Regions from separate parts of the Macaca mulatta genome. Here region 2 is linked to region 1. A link is a contact called in public Hi-C data. All regions are on one chromosome and are shown on one strand. Each heading gives the region's core, a stretch centred on a gene start, on an enhancer-like site or on the middle of the called end of the contact. The rest is flanking DNA. Distances are from core to core; before and after follow the strand shown.

Region 1 (5,854 bases), core at 2,219-4,718:
ACCCACTTTTTTTTTTTAAATAGGGTCTTGCTCTGTCACCCAGGCTGGAGTGCAGTGGTGTGATCACTGCTCACTGCCACCTTGACCTCCTGGGTTCAAGTGATCCTCCTGCCTTAGCCTCCTATGTAGCTGGGACTACAGGTGTGTGCTACCATGCCTGGCTAATTTTTTTTTTTTTTTTGTATTTTAGTAGAGATGGCATTTCACCATGTTGGCCAGGCTGGTCTCGATCTCCTGACCTCGTGATCCGCCCGTCTCGGCCTCCCAAAGTGCTGGGATTACAGGCTTGAGCCACTGCGCCCAGCCAGTAACTATTATTGAATAATAAATAGATCATTGAGTTCTGGCCAATGAGATCTCCTCAGGCTTTAGATGAGACTCTTGGAATTGGATGAAGGATAGGGAAAGAGTAACAGGATCTGTTGTTTTAGAAGGATCATTTATGAATTTCAGCCGGTGTGGTGACTCATGCCTGTAATCCCAGCACTTTGGGAGGCCGACACGGGCTTATCACTTGAGGCCAGGAGTTTGAGACCAGGCTGGCCAATATGGTGAAACCCCATCTCTACTAAAAATATAAAAATTACCCGGGCCTGGTAGCACATGCCTGTAATCCCAGCTACTCAGGAGGGTAAGGCACGAGAATCACTTGAACCTGGGAGGTGGAGGTTGCAGTTAGCTGAGATCACACCACTGCACTCCAGCCTGGGCAACAGAGCAAGACTCCGTCTCAAAAAAAAAAAAAAAGAAGGATCATTTATGAGTTTGAACCATGTTCTTAGGTTGAAAAACACCTATATTGCTTACTAGGTCTTTCTCTGCTTTGCTTTCAAGAGCAATTCTTCCCAGCACTTTGGGAGGCAAAGGCAGGAGGATTGCTTAAGCCCAGGAGTTCAAGACCAACCTGGGCAACATAAGGAAAAAACCCCATCTCTACAAAGAATTTTAAAATTAGCCAGGCAGCCGGGCACAGTGGCTCACACCTGTAATCCCAGCACTTTGGGAGGCTGAGGCGGGGTTTAGTGAAACCCCGTCTCTACTAAAAAATACAAAAAACTAGCCGGGCGAGGTGGCGGGCGCCTGTAGTTCCAGCTACTCTGGCGGCTGAGGCAGGAGAATGGTGTAAACCCAGGAGGCGGAGCTTGCAGTGAGCTGAGATCCGGCCACTGCACTCCAGCCTGGGCAACAGAGCGAGACTCCGTCTCAAAAAAAAAAAAAAAAAAAAAAATAGTTACTGACCACATACAATATGCCAGGCATGTTAGGCTCTACAGATACAATGGCGAGCAAAATTGATACTGTCCTTACAGAGCTTAAAAGACATTTGACAAATAATCACACAGATAAATGGAAAATTATAACTGTGATTAAGAACTGCAGAAGAGAACAAATACAGGAAAGTCTGTAATATGACAGCAATCTGACTTACGTGGGATGACTGGAACATTTCCCTAGGGAAGACTTGAAGGAGCTGAGAGCTGAAGGACAAGTAGGAATTAACCAGATAAGTGGAGATGAATGAATGGAAAGTATACTCAATGTACAAAGAAAGAACAATGTATAAAGTTCCTGTATTGTAAAGAAGCAGAGAGAATTCAAAGAAAGTTAGTGCAGCCAGAACCCAGAGAGTGAGAAAGGGCCAAATCAGGCTGGGCCTTGCAGGCCATGTTAAGGATTTTGGTCTTTACACTAGAAGTGGGAAATTATTAAAGGGCTTTCATTAGGGGTGTTCATGGCTGGGTGCGGTGGCTCACGCCTGTAACCCCAGCACTTTGGGAGGCCGAGGCAGGTGGATCACCTGAGGTCAGGAGTCTGAGACCAGCCTGGCCAACACGGCAAAATCCCGTCTTTACTAAAAATACAAAAATTAGCTGGGCGTGGTAGTGGGCACAAGTAATCCCAGCTACTTGGGAGGCTGAGGCTACTAGGGAGGTTGAGGCAGTATCGCTTGAACCTGGGAGGTGGAGGCTGCAGTGAGCCAAGATGGCACCACTGCACTTCAGCCAGGGTGACAGAGTGAGACTCCGTCTCAAAAAAAAAAAAAAAAAATAGGGGTGTTAATGTATATAAGATAATAGTTATGTATATAACAGCCAGATTTGAGTTTTGAAAAGATCACTCAGAATGTAATGTGAAGCCTCACTTGTAGGGAGTCAAGACTGGAAATGGGAAACCAATTTAGCAGACTATTGTTCAAGGGAGGACTCATGGCAGTATAGATCAGGCAGTTGGTAGAAGTGATAAGAGTCCAGAGAAGGATTAAGAAGGTAAGCTTGACAGGCTTTGCAACGAAATTAGATGTAGAGTCAAGGAAAGGCGAAGAGTCGCCTTGTGCCACTGGATGGAGAGTGGTGCTAGTTACTTCCTTGTGGTCATCATTCTCTGAATGTCTGCTTTGCCGGCACCATGCTAGAAATGCTGGAGGAGGACTGGGTTTCCAGGAAATGATCGTGTTGAGTTTAAGGTGCCTTGAGACACTCAAGTACAGATGCAAGGTGCACTCAAAACCTTTCTCTTTCTAGGAGTCCTCAAGACTTCACTCATTCCTCAACTAGCATGTAAGCTCCATGAAGGACAGTTTTTGTATTTTGTTCATTGTTAGCTCAGTTGCAGTTCCTCACGTTTGGGCACCTAGCAGTTTACTGGTTGTATAAAAGAATAAATTTATTTCATCTCTTGCCTGTGTCAGACTCCTCCCATGCTAACACTGCCCAAGGGAGACAGTGGGCTTCATAAGATCTAAAGCCGCTCAAACTTGTCACAAGAATGGGTCCTCATGCATGGGTAGTGATGGTTCTGATGGTGGTGGTAGGTGTGTTCCAAGGATCTCTGCTTAGAACCAAGAACCAAGTGGCCTAAACTTTAGAAAATAAAGTAAAATGTCAACTTAGCGTTCTATGTTTCAAATCTGCTGTATGACCTGGCTAATTTATTTCCCCCTAAAATCAAAGGACCTTCTGGAAGACAACCGCTGCTTAAATCAGAGTGTTCCCATATTTTAAAAAGGCGAAAGGGCAGTGCTGGCCGCGAGGCTCCGAAGCCACAGCCATCAAGGCGATCTGGCGCGGTCTGCAACTCCCTCCGAGAAAAAGGCCGCGAGGAGCACTCACTGGACACGTGCTGAGCCGCGGCCGGACATTGGCTCAGGGCCTGTGACGCGAGGGTGTCAAGCTCCTCCAGGTCGTCGGCAGTGAAGTCCCCATGCGCGCCAAACGGGTCGTCAGGGTCCGGGGCAGCGGCCGCGGAGAAGCCCCGGGCCCGCTTGCTAGGGGGGTGCCCGGTGCCCGGCGGCGGGCCGGGGCGAGGCGCCGGGGGCTCGCTCCGCCTCTTGCTGCCTGGCGCGGAGGTCCCCGCCATGCTTTCCGCTCACCCCAAGTATCCGACAGCGACAAGCCACACTTGCCTACCGCCAGGCCCGAGAACCCGACCAACCGCCCGCGCGCCGCGGCTTGCCTCCACAGCGAGTGCCCCGCCCCTGGCCCAGGGGCCAATCAGCTGGCAGGCGGAGGGCGCGGAAGAATGACGAAAGTCCCAGCGCGCCGCCAAACCCGGCCCTGCCGGGTGTTCAGAGGTCCACGGCTGGAGTTCGGCAGGTTTGCTGCAAGGACTCAGTGCCGCACGACCGGTTACCGTAGGCGCGGGTCGGAGGCGCACCAGCTCCGCCTCGCGGGTGGCTTTACGCTCTCTCCCTGGCACTCTGTGGAGGAGGGCTGCGCAGGAGCAGCTTGCCCTAGCATTTAACGCGTGTTGCGTTTGAGTCGAGCCAGGCAGCATTCAGGGATGTGGTCTCCGTGACCTCGTTTTCGTTCTCCCGCCAGACCTACTTCCTACAAGCCTCGAGGCTTTCTTGAGGAGAGTGTAATTTGTTGGATGAGGAGTATGAATAGAGCTGTCGTGTGCAGACATCTTCGGGTATAGTGAATGTTTCACATATGTACATTTGAGGTAGGCTTAGGGAGGAGGAAAGTCCAAGGAGGAGTGATGTTTGGAGCTGTTCCTGTGTGGGAGGGGGTGGGAGCTGCCCAGGCTGTTAACATTCATTCCTCTGAGTGCTGGAGTGTTTTTTTTTTTGTAAGCCCTGGTTGCATAGAATAGGGCTCAGGAGGTCAAGGAAGTCCCTCTGTAAATGGCACCTGGGCTGTCCTACAGGTTGAGTCAAGTTAGCAGGATAGAGGGGTAGGAGGCCGGCACATAAGACTAACACGAGAATTCTACATTGAAAGGGAAGCCACAGAAAGGCCAGGTCAGTTACCTGTGGCGAAGACAGAGGTAAAGCTTCACAAAGGAGCAGCAATTTGAGGTGGGCTTGCGTGCCTGACACATTTTATTGGGCAGCTGTGGTGTGCAGAACAGCCGCAATAGAGAACTGGCAATGGAGAGTAACAGGAGCAAGACCCTTTCAGCCTTACCTGCTCAGTGCCAAACTTCACCTGTGAGTGTCCCAGGAATGTTTGTGAAGGCATTAAATAAAAAGATTAAATGAAAAAGTGCTATCAGGGCCTTCAGTGTCTAAGGAGTTGAAAAGTTTTTTGGAGTAACTGGTAGTCTCCCTCAGATAGCTGCCCAAATGTTGCATGCTTAATTGCTGCAGGACTCTGGTCCTGGAAAGAGACAGGATTGTTCATTTGTTAAAGGGGGATAGGTTCCACCAAGTAACTTGCTTTCACGAACAGTGTCAATCACTGGTGCTCAGGCTTGTTTTAGCAGCATACGGCTGGGTGCCAGCTGGCAAGGCCCCATAGGGAATGCCTGAAGCCTAGAGAAGGGTGCTCCTGGCTGTGCAACTTTCTGGAGAGGACCAACACAGGCTTCCCCCCGCCCCCCCATCCTGCGTTAATATCTAGTACATTAATCATGAAAGTTTTAAATATTCTAAAACCTAGTTTTGATTTAGCAAAGCCCCATAATGGTTCCAGAGCTCTCTTTGTGCTTCTGAATTAATTTTTTTTAAAAATACAGGGTCTTGTTCTGTCTCCCAGGATGGAGTGCAGTGGTGTGATCTTGGCTCACTGCAGCCTTAAACTCCTGGGCTCAAGTGATCTTCCCACCTCAGCCTCCCAAATAGCTGGGACTACAGAAGTGCACCCCCACACCCAGCTAAGCGTTTTAATACATATTTAGCATACATTATGGTCTCACCCCCAACCCCTTGCCTGGCACTGGCACCAGCACCCCCTCCATCCACCAGCAAGTGGGCTGGGGCTTCCTGCAGCTGCTGCCCTGGACCTGTTTGGTGGGCATGGGGACTTCACCGCCAGCAACTTGGAGAATCGTATCATTTGCCCTGCCCTGCCTCTTCCACAGTAGAGAAGTTCCTTGACAACAGGAACTGTTCCCTGGTACGTACCCCAGTGCCTGCATATAGCACACGCCTTACATGAACAGATGAACAAGTCTCACCAAAACATTCGGCAATCTGGATGTCACAACATAAAGATGGGTTTTAAAAGCACAAATGCTGGTCAGGCACAGTGGCTCATGCCTGTAATCCCAGCACTTTGGGAGGCTGAAGCAGGCAGATCACTTGAGGTCAGGAGTCTGAGACCAGCCTGGCCAACATGGTGAAACCCCCCTCTACTAATACAAAAAATCAGCCAGGCATGGTGGCAGGTGCCTGTAACCACAGCTACTTGGGAGGCCGAAGCAGGAGAACACCTTGAACCCGGGAGGTGGAGGTTGCATTGAGCAGAGATCATGCCACTGCACTCCACCCCCTCCCCCGCCAAGAAAAAAACGTGCAAATTCTTCCACTAACCTCATGTAAGGTATTGTCAGGCATACAACCACACGAGAAGGACATCCTTTCAAACAAACGAGTTGGTTTAATTTCAGGTGATACAAAGTTTAGGGTAGA
Region 2 (5,669 bases), core at 579-3,078, 120 kb before region 1:
TAGCCCACGAGGCCAGTCTTGTTGCCAGTCCCATGCCCTCAACACCTGGCTCCTGGCTGGCTACACACTGGGCAGAGAGAACTTGAGGATGCAGGGCACCGGACAGGGGTGTTGTGGATGAGGTCGCTAGAGGGCAGTGTGGCTCAGGTCGAAGCCGTGTTGGTGGGGGCTGGGGCGGAGAGTGTACAAAGCTTGGAGAGGCGGGGCTGGGGATCCTGAGGAGGCGGGAGCCTGAAAGAGTCCGGTGGGGGCCAAACAAGAGAGTGAGCCAGCGGTTTACGAACTTCTGGATCTCTCCCCTGTTCCTTGTCCCCAGTGCATTTTCAAAGACAAGAGGGAGATACAAATATAGTAAAAGGCAACCTTAACGTAGTTTAAAATGAATTTCTTAGAGATTGACATATTTAATTCATACTATAATACTGCAAGATTGACGATGTGCACATCCCATTTTCCTGATGAAGAGAAAATGTTATTAACATACTATTTTCAAAAAATATGTAAAAATTTAGTTGGAAAAAAACCCAAAATACTAAAAAACAAACAAAGAAAAGTTAATTGGGGCCGGGCGCGGTGGCTCAAGCCTGTAATCTCAGCACTTTGGGAGGCCGAGGCGGGCGGATCACAAGGTCAGGAAATCGAGACCATCCTGGCTAACACGGTGAAACCCCGTCTCTACTAAAAATACAAAAAGAAATTAGCCGGGTGTGGTGGCGGGCGCCTGTAGTCCCAGCTACTCCGGAGGCTGAGGCAGGAGAATGGCGTGAACCCGGGAGGCGGAGCTTGCAGTGAGCCGAGATCGCGCCACTGCACTCCAGTCTGGGCGACAGAGCGAGACTCCGTCTCAAAAAAAAAAAAAAAAAAAGTTAATTGGAAAAACTGAAATTCTGGAAAGACAAGATACTGCCGGGCTTAGTGAGTACCCAAAGTACTTGGTTACTAAGTCCCACGCACGGCCGGGCGCGGTGGCTCACGCCTGTAATCCCAGTACTTTGGGAAGCTGAGGAGGGCGGATCACCAGAGGTCAGGAGTTCAAGACCAGCCTGGCCAAAGTGGTGAAACTAAAAATACAAAAATTAGCAGGGCGTGGTGGTAGGCGCTTGTAACCCCAGCTACTTGGGAAGCTGAGGCAGGAGAATCCCTTGAACCCGGGAGGCGGAGTTTGCAGTGAGCCGAGATAGCGCCATTGCACTCCAGCCTGGGCAACGGGAGCGAAACTCCGTCTCCAGCAGCCAAAGCAAAGAGAAAGAGGAACAATATTGAAATGTGTTTTGCGTCTCTATCCATGATATAAAGGAGCTTTTCCAGCGTGGTTGAGCGCACTCCTATGGACGGTGGAGAGTCCCGGGGCTCGGAGCAGTCAAGGGGGACCCCGAGCAGGGGCAGGAGGGCGAAGCGGAGCTGACGGCTGGCACAACAGGCCTAGTGGCCCCTGTCGGCTCTGACCAACCTGGCCATGCGGGTCACGTAGGCCTCGTCCCACTGCATGAAAACCCCTCCCTCCTGGGGGCCCCGGGCTCCCCGGCAAGGAGGGAGCAGAATTCACGCGTGCCGCTGCTCAGGTATGCAGCGCCGGGGCGGGGCCCGTAGGTGGGGCCTATGCAAATCAGCGCGGGCAGATTGGGAGCGCTGAGTTTGCGCATCCGGGGCGGGCCTACATAATCCGGGTCTTGAACTGGGGCGGGGCCAGCACGATCCGGAGTTGAGCATGCGCATTCTCGATCCTGGCCTGAAGAACTGGGCCCGCTTGTTCCAAAACGGGCGGGTACGTGAGTTGGGCATGCGTGGTCGGAGGCCGGGCCCTCTCAGCTGGGGCGGAGCCTACTCACTCTGGGGCGGGGCCTGCGGGAAGATAGACATGGGCTGTCGCGGCTTGGGGAGGGGCGTGGCCCAAGGGGCGGGACCTCGGGTGGCCCGAGGTGGCCCGGCTGCTGGGTTGGAAGCGGCGTAATCCGACTCATCCCGGCCCCGGGATGGCGTCCCCACGGGAATTGACCCAGAACCCCCTGAAGAAGATCTGGATGCCATACAGCAATGGGCGGCCCGCTCTGCACGCTTGCCAGCGCGGTGGTGAGGCGGGGTCCTCCGGGAGGGGATGGGAGGTGCACCGGGATGGGTGGGTAGCGCGGCCTGGGCGGGGGTCTCGCATGGAGAAGGGGCTGTAGACAGGTGGGGAACCGGGGACAGGTGAGGCCGCCGTGACTTGGGGAGGCTGCTGGGGACAGGTGAGGCGGTCGTGACAGTGGTGGGCCAGAGACAGGTGTGGCAGAGCAGGGGTCGGGGACAGGTATGTGGGGGCATATCGGCTTGGCGGTGACTAGGTCTGGCTACCATCACCTCGGGGAGGGCGCTGGCCCCCTCGCTTCCCGCCCCAATCCCCATCGCCCCCAGCCTGGGGAGGACCCTGTGGGCACCCCAGGCCCTTCCCTCTCTCCTGGCGAAGGAGCGTGGGCCGGATTGTTGGACTGGAACTGAGCTGTGTGGCCCTAGGTGAATTACTTGACCTCTCTGAGCCCAGAACTTTCAAAGGTGGGCTAGTTTTCCAACAGGAGGAAGGGTGCCTCTTGGCCTTAAAGCTGAGCTTGGGTAGGAACTTCAGCGCAGATGTGCTCAGGATAGAGACAGAAAAGTATGCCATGTGGGCCTGTGTCTGTGTCCCTGGACATGTAAGTATCCACCTGGGGTCATGGGTGTACAGTAAAACTGGAGGGTGAAACAGCTAGGAGAATGCTGAAATTCATGGAATTGTTCAGGGGCTCACCTCTCCTAGGGTCCCAGGTGTTTAAACCGCTTCCTTGAGTTTCTGCCTGTCCTTAAATGAGCTGGCAGTTTTGTTTTTTTTTTTTTCGCTCAGTGGCCCAAGCTGGAGCAAGTGCAGTGGCTCGATCATAGTTCACTGCAGTCACAACCTACTGGGCTCAAGCAGTCCTCCCACCTCAACCTCCCGATTAGCTGGGACTACAGGTGCACCACCACACCCAACTTTTTTTTTTTTTTGTAGAAACAGGGTCTTGCTATATTGTCTGGGCTGGTCTCCAACTCATAGCTTCAAGTGGATCCTTTGGCCTCTGCCTTGCAAAGTGTTGGGATTACAGGCATGGGTCCTGGCCTGCAACTTTTTTATTACCAGGAAAAAGAAAGATTTGTTTTAGGAGTAACTGAAACATTGTAATGAATTTGCAACTTGTCCAGGACCTCAGAGAACATCTAGTTTAACTCACAGTGAAATGGAGATCAGGAGATTGTGTGACATGCCTGGGTCTCCCTGTGATCCTGCCTCTGCTTATGTATGATAAGCAAGGGGAGAGTTCTTTGTGCTCATCCTGCTGCAGCAGCCTGGGGCCACGGCTTTGATCATGATATGAATCCTGGGGGAAGGGTGTGTGTATTTCTGGCCCCACTGTGAGTCCTGGTAGGGGAAGGCCATGTTTCTGACCAGACCAAGTCGTGGTAACTCATGGCTCTGATTGTGATGTAGGTCCTGGGGTCTGTGGCTGTCTACAATGCACATTCAGTCCTGACGGCTATGGCCAGCCCTCCTTTGAGACTCTTCTGGAGGCATGGAGGCAGAGCCAGTCTGTGTTATTAGTGTTATGTGGTCCTGACTTAGAGGGGTGGCTGCTATTACTACACAGAGGAAAGGAGTGAGGACCTGGCCTTTTTTTTTTTTTTTGAGATGGAGTTTCACTCTTGTTGCCCAGGTTGTAGTGCAGTGGTCCTGTCTCAGCTCACTGGCAACCTCTGCCTCCTGGGTTCAAGCAATTCTCCTGCCTCAGCCTCCAAGTTGCTGGGATTACAGGCATGCACCACCACGCCCGGCTAATTTTGTATTTTTAGTAGAGATGGAGTTTCACCATGTTGGCCAGGCTGGTCTTGAATTCCTTACCTCTAATGATCTGCCCCCCCTCGGCCTCCCAAAGTGTTGGGATTACAGGCACAAGCTGCCGTGCCCAGCCAAGTCTGTGAGCCTTTAAGGAGTAGGTCCTCAATAAGTGGAGGCAGAGTATTCTGTCATCACTACCATTCTTTGTTTGCTTCTCACTACGTCTGAGTCAGGGATTGATGCATCAGCTCCAAGCCAACCCCCTTTACAGGTGAGAGGAAGCTGAGGCCCAATGGGTAGGTCTCATAGCTCCTGAGGCAGGGCCTCTGTTTCTCCAAGCTCTAAGTGGGGGACTGAAATGTGGCTCTGGCCTGAGCTGAGGGGCTCATGCCATCACAGTGTCTCAGGGTGTTGGGGTAGACTGGGTTCTAGGTCCACACTTTTTCCTGGAGGAGGAAGTAGCACCCGAGAGGCCAAAGATGAGACCTGCAGGTTGTGTGGGGACTTGGGCCTCAGCCAAGGTCCCAGGGTTCACAGCAGGGAGTGGGTAGTGAATGAATGAAACCTGCCCATGCAGCACCTCCAGCTCCCAGTGCCTGCATTTGGGCAACATTTTACCCTTTGCATGGTAGACTTGTATGTTGAGTGACTGCAAGGACAGTCCGAACCCAGAGGGCGTGGGTGGGGCTGGAAGCGGATTTGGTCCCAGGGCTTTGTGGGGAGGAGGAACTAGGACCCACTGCTGGTCTGTGCTTTGTACTGGGTTTTCTCTGGAGTCTAGTCCCCAGCTCCTCAGGGCACTAGGGGCTAGTGGACTGAGGGATGTACTGCACCTCCTCCACTCCCACAGACACACCCCCACTTGATAAAACCTAAAGCCACACCTGAGGGCTGGGAGGCTTTTACCTTTCCCATCATTGGCCTCTGAGCTCAGACCTGGAGAAACTCTGGGGGCAGGTGGGTCAAGAGCCAACTCAGGAAGGACTGCAGAAAGGACGGTGTTTGATGGCTTTTCTCAGCTGAAAGGTGGCAAGACTATTCCTGGGTAAGGACATGACTGGTGTGTGCACAGGGCAACAGGAGAGATGACTTTCTGTCCCCTCTGAACAGGGCCTCCATGGCACATTGCTTTATTTTAAAGAGCTCTTCCTTCCCCAGCCTGGCCTAAGGAGGTGAGAGCAGCTGCAGTTCAGGAGTCAATTCTGGCACCCCCTCCAGGGACTTGTGGCTGCTCCTTGGGTGGAAGTGCCGGAACATAAACACTGCCCCTTGCCAGGCATGTCTCAGGCCGCTTGGCTCCTAGAGCTCATGGGGCCTGCAGCAAATTTACAGGAAAGGAACCCGTGAGGGAAGTTGGGCTGACATGTCTTCACATTTCCTTCCGCACATGCTCAATGTTATAAACAGTGTGTTCTTTTTGTTTGGAGACAGTCTCACTTTGTACCCCCAGGCTGGAGTGCAGTGGCACTATTTTGGCTCACTGTAACCTCTGCCTCCTGTGTTAAAGCAATTCTCTTGTCTCAGCCTCCTGAGTAGCTGGGATTACTGGCGTGTACCACCACACCCGGCTAATTTTTGTATTTTTAGTAGAGACAGGGTTTTGCCATATTGGCCAGGCTGGTCTCGAACTCCTGACCTCAGGTGATCCGCCTGCCTCAGCCTCCCAAAGTGCTGGGATTACAGGCATGGGCCATCACGCCCAGCTATAAACAGTGTGTTCTGCTGTCCTGTTTGCTCAGTGTCACGGTCCTGTGGGCTCACAGCCGCAGGTGCAGCTGCACACCCAGCCCGCTTAGTTCACGCGCTCTGTTTCAAGGGATGCAATGTGTTCCCTCCTTGTTGTGCC

The links. Hi-C and Micro-C count contacts between places; a contact is called where the count stands out from the background.
Region 2: a Hi-C map of blood shows a contact between it and region 1, with 5 times the contacts expected there. The contact joins the promoter of PFKFB4 here to the promoter of ATRIP in region 1. A contact is called at or near these places in 2 of 14 Hi-C or Micro-C datasets (blood and fetal cortex germinal zone).

The regions. Positions count from the first base shown.
Region 1 is chr2:111,851,402-111,857,255 of T2T-MMU8v2.0, reverse strand. It overlaps ATRIP (ATR interacting protein), which reads right to left and starts at 3,468. Exons shown (of 14, transcript XM_077992489.1): 1 at 2,144-3,468; 2 at 1,430-1,478. All of the region lies in intron 1 of TREX1 (three prime repair exonuclease 1), which reads right to left.
Region 2 is chr2:111,965,782-111,971,450 of T2T-MMU8v2.0, reverse strand. It overlaps PFKFB4 (6-phosphofructo-2-kinase/fructose-2,6-biphosphatase 4), which reads left to right and starts at 1,828. Exons shown (of 16, transcript XR_013413918.1): 1 at 1,828-2,070.